2 separate regions of the Gossypium hirsutum genome follow, and region 1 is linked to region 2. A link is a contact called in public Hi-C data. All regions are on one chromosome and are shown on one strand. The core of a region is the stretch at or near the end of the contact, and the rest is flanking DNA. Distances in the headings are between cores, read along the strand shown.

What was found. A called contact is a pair of places that touch in the nucleus more often than the background predicts.
Region 1: a contact with region 2 is called in a Hi-C map of leaf, with 2.0 times the contacts expected there. The contact joins two enhancer-like sites. A contact is called at or near these places in 13 of 34 Hi-C or Micro-C datasets (callus, hypocotyl, leaf and 1 more).

Annotation. Positions count from the first base shown.
Region 1 is chrD01:17,871,382-17,876,942 of Gossypium_hirsutum_v2.1, reverse strand. No RefSeq gene overlaps it. Among protein-coding and RNA genes, the nearest start is that of LOC121213895, 6.4 kb to the right of the region's middle. Within about 2 kb of position 3,057, at least 7 of the 9 cell types and tissues checked have an H3K27ac peak or open chromatin away from gene starts, as enhancers often do. A contact at or near this core is called in leaf, where this site is marked.
Region 2 is chrD01:17,628,250-17,633,705 of Gossypium_hirsutum_v2.1, reverse strand. No RefSeq gene overlaps it. Among protein-coding and RNA genes, the nearest start is that of LOC121214099, 16 kb to the left of the region's middle. Within about 2 kb of position 1,940, at least 9 of the 9 cell types and tissues checked have an H3K27ac peak or open chromatin away from gene starts, as enhancers often do. A contact at or near this core is called in leaf, where this site is marked.

The DNA of each region.
Region 1 (5,561 bases), core at 1,808-4,307, 240 kb before region 2:
GACGGAGGACTCAGCGGTGACCACATAAATTTTTGGACTTCATGGTTTTCAATTTACGTTTTATGATTTAATTATTATTGATTATTTGGGTTGTAATTTAAGGACCCTCTGGGACTTTGGTTTTAAATTTTGGATTTTTATTTATTTTACTTTATGGATTTATACTTGCTGGTCGTAGGAAATTCGATTTTCAAAAAGTTAAAGTAGTTTCTAAACGCATGATCAGTTAGACTATTTTATTAAAGCTTCCGCAACGAGGGATATTTCAAAACAAATGTTTTAAATGAATAAAGGCGACTTTCTAAGTTCTAAAAAAGGTTTGCTAAAGATAATAACATGAAATATTTTCAATGTAACAATGAGGTTTCAAAAACACTATCGTGTGACATTACTAGATACGGTCATAACGTCTAGGCTGGGTTTGGGGTGTTACATATGATACCTAGATTTCAAGCACAAAAAATCACGTTGTCTTATAGGTTCAGTCATACTTCGTCTCTTATTTCCTATTCGAATACTAAACCCTTTACTCAGAGCAAACTGATTATAAAGATTATAAGCCTTTTATTTGAAATGCACTTTTAGTCTCACTTTTATTTCTTCAACGGAATTATCTTTTTTATCGACAAGATGAACTATTTTGTCTTGATGTGTCTCCATAAATGAAAATTATAAATTAACCAAACCTGTGAAGAAATTTTAATATCTAATAAAAAATCATGATAATAAAAGAAGTCGCTAAAATATTTTAAATTTCAATTAAAATCTAATAAAAACACAGATTGAAAACCATACAGATTTTTTTCACTAAGCTAAATCATTATTATTAAAAATCACAACTCTTTCAAAGATTCTAAATACAACTCTATTTCAAACAAATGAAAACCAAGTGGAAATACTTAATATCCCAAACAAACACAATTCCACATCAAACTAAAAAAAAAATCTCTAGAACATGCACACGATTACTAACCAGAAAATCTCCATAGTTTGCAATAGTGTAACATATTTAATTTAATCATATGTCTAATATATATAAAAAAAACTTCAATCAATAACAATGGCCAACAACTTTGAATTATTGTATCTTCTTCTCAATTTTCATGATTCAATGATCATTATCATCATTATCGTATTGTGAAAATAGAAACTATTAAAATTAAAACTTATCTTGAAACAAAAATTGAATAGTAGCAGCCAACAATTGAATAGCAAAATAGCAGTAGGCAACAGTTGCCGAAAAAAAATAAATGAATAGCAACAGCCAGCAGTTGCAGAGAAGTGCCAAGAAGAACAACAATTGAATAGCAACAGCCAACAATTGAATAGAAAAATAGCAGCAGTTGCTGGAAAAACAACAAATGAATAGTAGTAGTCAGTAGTTGCAATGAAGTGCCAAGAAAAACAACAATTGAATAGCAACAAATAGCAATTGAATCACAAAATAGCAGCAACCAACAGTTGCTAGAAAAACAACAAATGAATAGCAACAGCCAACTGTTGCAGAGAAGTGCAAAGAAATTCTTAATTAGGATTGAGTTGTGGCGGGAAATTTTTAATTGAGATTTTAGGGATTTATGGTTAAGAAATTAATTAAATGAGGTGTAAATGACATATAAAAATTAACCTGACATGTCATTAAATGATTGAAAAGAGATACAAATGACGTGACGTCACTATTTCATACAATCATTTCTCTTACAATGTAATATAATATATGAATAACCTATCAACTATTTTATTATCAAATACCTTTATGCTCCTTAAAAAGCAAAATGTTGTGGCAATGAGTTTGGTCCAAAATAACGATCAAAAGATACAAAGATTGTAAGCACAAGTATGAAAACCATCTATTATGCCAATGCCATGTACATCAACTAAATCCAAAATGCTATAAATTTTTAATCCACAAGTTAGTTCAATACAAAAATTTCTTAACAACTACTTTATCGTAAGGACATCTTTCTCCACTAAGTTATTTGATTTGGTTTCAACTATCGTTTGAATTGAATACTTGGTTACCATCCAACTATGTATATATGGTTACTTTGATAACTTTAGTTCATTCGCCTCTACTTCTTTTATAATTGCTCTTTTAATAACTTTTTCGGAGAGCTATAAATAAAGGCTTAAATATTTCATTTGGAATCTTTTGATTGTTTGCCAAGCTTAAACATATTCTAAGTTCTCTATGCATCTTTCTCTAAACAATCACAGCCACCACCACAGCTTTCATTTCTTTTAGCCACCAGTTTCTTCCATCACCAATGCATTTGTTTTTCATGATTTCTAACATCGTATTTAAAAGAATTCATCGACACTCACAAATGATTTAAATTTATAATTTATTCTAAACCATAATTATATTAGTATTATATTAGGCTTAAAGGTATAAGAAATCCTTAAGAGAAAAATAAAAAAAATAATTAATTAAACTTATCCAATTGAGCTCTTGTCAATAACCTACAAATCAATTAAGCTCATCCATTAAACGGTTTCTATCTTAGACTATGTTAATTGTTAAATTAATTTGTAGACCAAATAGATGATGACACGTGGCAGTTCTAGATTTAGTGGTTCATTTTTCTAATACAAATTTATAAAACAAAAATCATAAAATTTGTAAAAGAAAAATGTCATCAAAAATTGTAAAATATTATATAAACATATAAAAAATTATAAAAATATGAAAATTACAAAAAATTAAAAATTATTATAAAATTATATAAACATGTAAAAATTATTTAAAAAGTTATAAAATATATTAATATATTAATATAAAAATTATAATAAATCTCAACTTGGTTCAAAGTGCCATCACCATCCAAAGCACCTTCACCCAACATGCAAACTACTTCATCATCCTCCATATTACTCAGCCGCAACATCACACTCCTTATTTTCAAACTTTCTAATTGGTGTTAGCTAATTTTTTTTTTTGAAATTTCCGGATTGGGCTTTATTATGAAAATAAATACATACTGTTCTAATCTGAAACCAAAACCAAATAAAACCAAAACATAACAAAATAAACCTAAACCAAAACATGGCCCAAATCAGATGGCCTTATACAAAAATATCTAGATATTATAAACGAAAATTCTAGAACCGGCATTAATGCACCGATCCGTTGCCCAATCAGAAGTTGTTTGGAAACCGTCTTCCAGTCTTTCTGTCATTTCAATTCATTTTTGATGATTCCATTTTCAAAATATGCCAAGAAAATCGATCCGTTTCCTTTACTGTTCTGAGGCTTCCTTTCTCCACTCTTCCTCTCCTGAAAACTTCTAATCTGGTCCTCTTCTCCTATCGTACCGAGCTTGATCCATAGCATACTCAGGAACTCCCCTATCCAGGTAAATTTCTTCTCCTCTTTTTAACGTTTCTGTTGCTAAGATATGTGCAAGATTATTTGCAGACCTAGGTGTATGTTGAAATCTGATATTATCAAATCCATATATTTTCTGTTGAATGTTATAAATGTATGCCCCTACCATCGATCTGTCTTGACCCTTTGAATTGCATTTTTGATGATTGCGAGGGAATCTCCTTCAAGAATCAGAAACTGCCATCCCTTCCCGGTTCCTATTTGGACTGCTCTCCAGCAGGTTATTGCTTCAGCAGCAAAGGCCGATGAGATATTAGAATGAATCTCTGAACATGAGAAGAGGATATTTCGTTCCGAATCTCTGGCCACAATACCCGAAGCCGACCGATTCTGGCTTTTATCGTAGGCACCATCAAAGTTGATGTTGATGAAACTCTCCTGTGGGTACGACCATCTCTGGTTCTCTCCGGTACGATTTAGATCTCTTTTTTCAAGGCCATTAATCTCATTAATGTAATTGTTTATAAAGTTTGCAACTTCCGTCCCATTACTAACTTTGCCTTCATGTATTTTTTTATTTCTATCTCCCCATATAGCCCAAAGTGCACAACAGAATATTCAACTTTGATAAAGGCTGAGCTCCTCTACTACCCAGGTGATCCACTGTAAAAAATCCTCACATTGATTCATCAAAATGTTCTGGAACGATAATGCTCTCCATACCTCCATTGTAACACGGCATTCGCGAAATAAATGGTTCATTGTTTCAGCTCCTTCTCCACATCGGGGACAGCTTGGATTGACTGCTAACTTCCGGTGCTGTAAATTCACCTTTGTAGGCAGATAATTCCAAGATAACTTCCATATTGTGACCTTTATTTTAGTCAGTAGATTTAGGCTCCAAAGTTTTTTGTAAAAATTCCTATAGATGGTCTGTAAAGCATAAGTTCTAAGACTTTTAGTCAATATTTGTAATAGTTGATAGGCGCTTCTGACCGTGAATTCACCCGACCGTTCGCCACCCCAGATAAGAAAGTCTTCATGCGGTGTTTGTGCCAGAGGAATTCTGAGGATTTTGGTGGCATCATCTTCCGAAAAGGTACTGGTAATCAACTCTTTTTTCCAACTTCTGTAATGACTGTCAATCAACTCATCAACTTTAGCATCGCGCATAGAATTAATTTCTGATAATAATCTAAAGTTAACTGAATCTGGAATCCAAGCATCATTGATAGAAATATTAGTACCCATTCCCACCTTCCAACAGTGCCCTTTTGTCAATAAGTCTTTGGCTGCCCAAATGCTTTTCCAAACATAAGAACATGAATTTCCTAAACGGGAATTTAAGAAATGATTATCTTGGAGATACTTAGCTTTGAATACTTGCGTTACGAGAGCATTCTGATTATTCATAATCCTCCACCCTTGCTTAGCCAGTAGTGCTATATTGAAATGTGCCATATTTCGAAAACCCATACCACCCTCCTCTTTAGGCCTACACATATATTCCCATTGACACCAGTGAATTCTTTTCTTTCCTTTTCCTTCCTGCCACCAAAATCTAGCAAATAAATTGTCCAACTCACCACAAAGCGACTTTGGTAGTAGGAAACATGTCATTACGTAAGTAGGAATTGCTTGAAGTACTGATTTAATGAAAACCTCTCTACCCCCTTGAGATAAGAAACGAGTGCTCCAATTTTTGATCCTTTGCTTTACTCTGTCTTTGAGAATCTGAGAAGATTCCTTTTTCTTCCGACCTACTATGTTTGGCAGTCCTAGATATTTCTCCATGTTAGTCGAGCATCCTATTCCCATTTCAGCCGATATACTTCCTTTATCACCCTCCTCTAAATTCGAACTAAAAAAAGATCATGGACTTATTAAAATTAACGCATTGACCAGAACAAGTCTCATACTCTTTCAAAATAGCTTTTAGGTTCCTTGCACTACTTTCGGTGGCTTCACCAAACAAAATGGAATCATCTGCAAATAACAAGTGTGAGATTGTCGGGCCTCTTCTGCTAGCTCTCACCCCTTTAATCAACCCCTCTCTTGTGGCATTCCTGATTAAGGACGATAAACCTTCACTGCAAATGAGAAAAGAAAAGGGCTAAGTGGGTCACCTTGTCGGAGTCCTCTGGTTGGTTTAAAAACTCTACCACTCCTCCCATTTGTGGTCACAACATAAGAGACTGTAGAAATACATCTCATTATTAATACCACCCATTCC
Region 2 (5,456 bases), core at 691-3,190:
TTCAACCAATCGCATCTTGCCTTTTGCTTCCAAAAAAGTTCTGCATGATGCAGAACGTTTTTCAACTCCTAACAAATCTTCACTTCCACCTGAGCTAAGCAATTCGAGCTAGAGAAATCCATTTTCCATTGAACATTGGCAAGCTTAATAACCAAAAATCTCTTTCGAGCAGTGATGTACCCATAAACTGACTTATTCCATTCCTTTAGGTTTTGAGTGAACTTACCAAGAGTATCAAACATGTCCTCTCTAAAGATCCAATTTTCCTCTACAAAATTTTCAAAATCAAGCTGATCGGCCCACCCAGCTAAAAACCAAAAATACCTACCTTTAGGTAGAATAAACTCCAAATTTAGGGGCAAAAGAAGCGACCTATGGTTAGACTTAATCTTTGAGAGATGAGTGATGAAGCTATTTAGAAAATTTTGAACCCAAGCTTCATTACCCAACGCATGATCTAACCTCTCAAAAAGCACACCTCTATGCCAAGTAAAAGGAGGACCTCGAAAATCTAAGTCATGTAACTCGGCTTTGTCTACAAAGTCTCTAAAAATAGGGCATCCCCTCCTGCTCGAAAGACCACTTGTTTTCTCAATAGGAGAAAGGATTGTGTTGAAGTCACCAATAGAAATCCACGAAATAGTCCCTAACGGAACTGGAAATCTCAAACCTTCCCGCAAGTCCTTGCGTTTCTACTGATTCTGGCTTCCATACACAAAATAAATAAAGATCAGTATTGAAAAAGACATAGGCCAAACTCGAGTCAAAATAAATTGAGAATGACTGCGAACCACCTTAACACGGATAGAATCCTTCCAACCAATCCAAATACCCCCCGAATAACCTATCGCCTCCATAGGATAAGAATACAGAAAAGCTAAATTTGTAATAATATTATCTGCTTTGGTTTCACTTACTCTTCGCTCAAGCAAACTAATATCAAGTTTATATTCAAAGTTGTATTCCCGAAAAATACGAGAAAATTTAACACTAGCGCAGCCTTGACAATTTCAAGAAAAAATTGTAAAATTCATAAAATAATTACAAAATTTAGTGATCATACCATTACTACCAATAAACAGTATCCCCATCCACGGTCAAATTTGCGACTTCCTGAGCATTATTTTCTTCTTTACTGGGAGCCTGGGATGAAAGAAATTATGCCATCACCTTCATAAATTCTACTAAGAGAATACGCGAGTTCTCGGAAGATTTAAACTGACTCCCTCAACCTCGCAACACATTAGAAACCTTTCGGCTACTTCAGTCGCTAATGTCTTTACCATCACTCTTTCTTTCTTTAGAAATAGAAATACCCGCACTCAAACTCTCCTGAGGAAGGTTAACCGAGATACCTATTTTTTATGCGAAATTTCATTAAAACTTACCGTTGAATGCTTTCCGAGGTCCAAGACTCCATCAGAAATAAAGACTAAAGTTCCTTCAGATTCTTCAAAGGTGGGGTTGTAGTGTGCCTTAACACCCCCAAAATTTTTAGAACTATTGTTCACTTGAACCCCTGTGTCTAAAACGCCTTAATCAACACCTTCAATTTCCACACCCTCATCAGTTGAAATATGTTGTGCCAAACCTACATGTCCAACAAATAATTTAGAGTTAGAATTGTAATTATCATTATTAATGAGCTCTTTATTAACTTGTCCAAACCCAACAGCCATCATAGAAATATCCTCCAAATCACCCAAAGTTTTGGCCCACTAACAATTCTCTCAGCCTGCACCAAAGATGAAACCCAAATCCCCTTTAGACAATTCTTAACCCACTAACAATTTTTTTTCTCATTAACAACAAAATTTTTGGCCTTAACAGGCCCCATGGAGAACCCAAAAGTCATTCGGCCCAAGGAAGCAACACCCCTAGCACCCGAACCAGCGTCATTAGCAGGCCTTATGAAATACCCAAAGTCTACACTATTCTTTCAGCCTGCACCAATGATGAAACCCAAATCCTCTTTAGACCCTTCTTAACCCTAATATTGTTACCACCTAAACCCCCACAATCATTTTGCCTAACATTTTCCATCGGAATTTCTTCAGTAGTAGCAGCAAACTCAACGCTCATCTCCCCCACCATATTTAACGTCGTAAACCTAGATCCTAATGGTTTCTTTTGAGATTTCGCCGTATCATTAGCCTGTGTGATCCGTTGCCCACGCTGCGATCTCCTCTCAACCAACATCCACGATCCATACTCTGACCCTCTCTTCTCTACAACTCCTCTAATTGCTCCGCCTAAGTTTGCAACCACCACATCAACAGAACATTCCAAATTCGGATCCACAACCACCGACGAGCATAAATCCTTTACATGCTCGTACTTACCACAATAGAAACAAGCTATTGGAATAGCCTCATATTCCACCCATTGAACGGCGCCATCAACCATAACTTGAGACACCAGTGGCTTCTCGAGGTTGATAAACACAGCCAATCGAGCGAATCGAACTCTAGTTCAGTTATCAGTCTAGAAATCCAACTTAACTACTTTTCTGACCAGCCCCCCGATAGCCTCCACAATTTTCCATTTGGACATAAAGCCCTAGAGCCCTGGTAACCGGATCCAAGCCATCACCATACTGGGATATGGCTACAATGGACTGAAATCCTTAGTTCAAGGTTGAACGATAAGATACTACCCATAAATGATCCATGGTCCTTGAGTCAAGACATGATTATAAACATTCTTATTCTGAAACCGGACCAAATAATACCCGTTTTCTATGTCCATGAGATGAAAAGATTTTACAAGTTTCCATAGGCTGATTATTTAGTTGTGGAGAGCATTGTAACCAATACGTCGCCCTAATAGTTTGAGAACAATTGTTAATTCCATCTCCTTAAACATGATTTCTTTAACACGGTTTGAGAAAGTGATAGCTGGGATCCCATTGACAATAGTCGTTCGCACATCTCCTTCCAACAATTCAAGATCACTATCCCTTCCAACGCAAGGAGTATTACAATCCATCTCGGAGTTAACTGTTCCTCCCCCCAAAAGCTTGTCCTTCCAAGACAGTGTTAAAGTTGGATTTGGATCCACAGCCATAACAACAACCTCTCCATCGAGTCCTTCCTTGAATCTCACTTTTTTGATATTTCGATCCCCATCAGAATGAGAATTACAGTCTTCTCCGTTGCCGAAAATTTGTAAATTTTGAAAGCTTTAGACAAGCATATTTTTCAATTGGTCTTAAACAAATCTGTATCTCTGTCTTTAGCAAATTTTAATATAATTGGGAGGGTCTACGGAGACAATTTATATTTATGTGATTATTGTTATTTGCGCCACGATTTAAAGTTTAAAGCAGACATGCTTTCATTTAATATAAACCTTAGGTTTATTAATTAATGGTTCACTTTATACTCACATGTAAAAATTGCATATTAATAATATATGCGTGTGTGATGCTGATTTCCTTTTTAAAAAACACACAAAGAATGTGTATTTACTTAAAATTTTGTTGAATTTGAAACATTCCAAATTTTGTGCTTTTTCTTCTTTGGTTATAAGTAGAATAAGAGCATGTTGAAGTCCAATTGAAACTTTCGCTATTAGGTGTCGTGTAAATGGATAAGTTGGTTTAGTTTAGTTTTGTATAGGATTAATTTGTGTTTTAAAATTTTTGAATTGTTTTGACTTCAAATAATTTTAGATTTAGATTAATTTTAGATTTATTAATCGAGTTTTTTAAGTTAAGTTATCATGAATTCGGGTCATTTTAAAATATTTGTTTAAATCATTTCGTAATTATGTTATTTAGAATTTGAATTATTTTAAATTTAAGAGATTTCTAAATTTGAGTTATTTTCGTTTAATAATCAAATCAAATTTGAAATTAAATTAATTAATTTAAATTTTCGAGTTTGAATTAATATCTTAATAATATAAAACAACGACTAATTAAATATTGTAGAAGTACAAAGCATAATATCTTTTATATTTACTTAGTTATTACTTTATCCACCATTTCTTATTTAAAAGAAAACATAGATATAATTAAATATTAATCCCACCATAAAAATGACAACTTAAACCCTAAAATTAGTCTTCAAATTCAGCTTAATACTTATTCCAAGCTCTAAAAGTTGAAATTCTAAGTTTGGCTTACAGGACATTTTTGGGAATGTACATGCTTCAATAAAATCATGTCGAAATTCATGTATTATTTCAGGTCAAATTTTGTAATTCATAGAGTTTTACCCCTCATGCACACATCATTAGCACTCAACAATGCTAAGGTATGATTCAGAGACTATTTATGGTAGGGGCTTTGATTTGAGAGGAGAGGTAAAGATTTAATTCTAGTGTGGAAGAAAATAGCGTCACGTTAAAAGGGTCGACGCACATGAAGCCCATGTTCCCTTTTGTCTAAATGAGGAAGCATTAAGGTTCATCCACCAACCTCTCATCTCCTTACCTATAGTATACAACGTTGTATCCCTTATTCTAAATTGCAAACATGGACTTCCCTAATCTGTAAATATATATACACACAAAGGGAATACTTAAAAAACCAGATGATCTTATTCTAATTAAGAAAACAAAGAGAATGTGACCCTTACAACAAATACCCTGAAAGACCATGTATATATGTATGGAGTTCCAAATGCAACACTAACAGAGTCTAAACCACACATTTAACAAAGGGAAATGAAAACACAAACTTTCGGAAACCTACTCCTAAAACTGAATATATTGAAGGGTGTGGTGAAGAAATGAGAAAAAAGGGGTGCTGGCCCCATTTTTACAGCTAAGCTCGCTTCTATATGAATCATGGACGGAAAGGACCTTACGGATGGTACCTTGAATTAAATAGGGAGATGAAGCACATGTAGTGTGTAAGACAAAAGGAAGCAATAAATGCTATGTTTCGGTTGATGGTCTGCTACACGACTCTGTATTATCATAAGTTTTGGTGCTTTGCATGCTATTTCAAGGTGCAAGAATTATATTGCAAGTGGTCCAAGCCAGCTGGGTGGATGGTTTGTTGTGTATGGGACGTCCTAACCACGAGCCTCGAAGTTTCGAGGAAATTTGGGTAGTTTTGCGCCATGGGAAGACAGTTAAAAGGCAGACATTTTAATGGCTGATAATTACGACTTTGTCAACAAAATTTATAACCACATGGAAACTAGCTGTATCAAAAATCTTCCAATAATAGATTCTTGTTTTTGGCCACTGACACGTATTTATAGTTTCATGGTGTGAAAAATAAAACGTCGATAATGATAATGTATCGCAAAGAAAAGAGGAAGAAAATAAAAATAAACAATACATAGATTTTATATGGAAACCATTTCAGAAAAAAATAACGGATAGAAGAAAAGATAATTAATTAAAATAAATTCGAATGATTACAAGAGGAATAGACTATATTTATTTATGGGCTCGTAAAACCATATTCTAATAGAAAAAGTGTAGTATGATTGAAACAC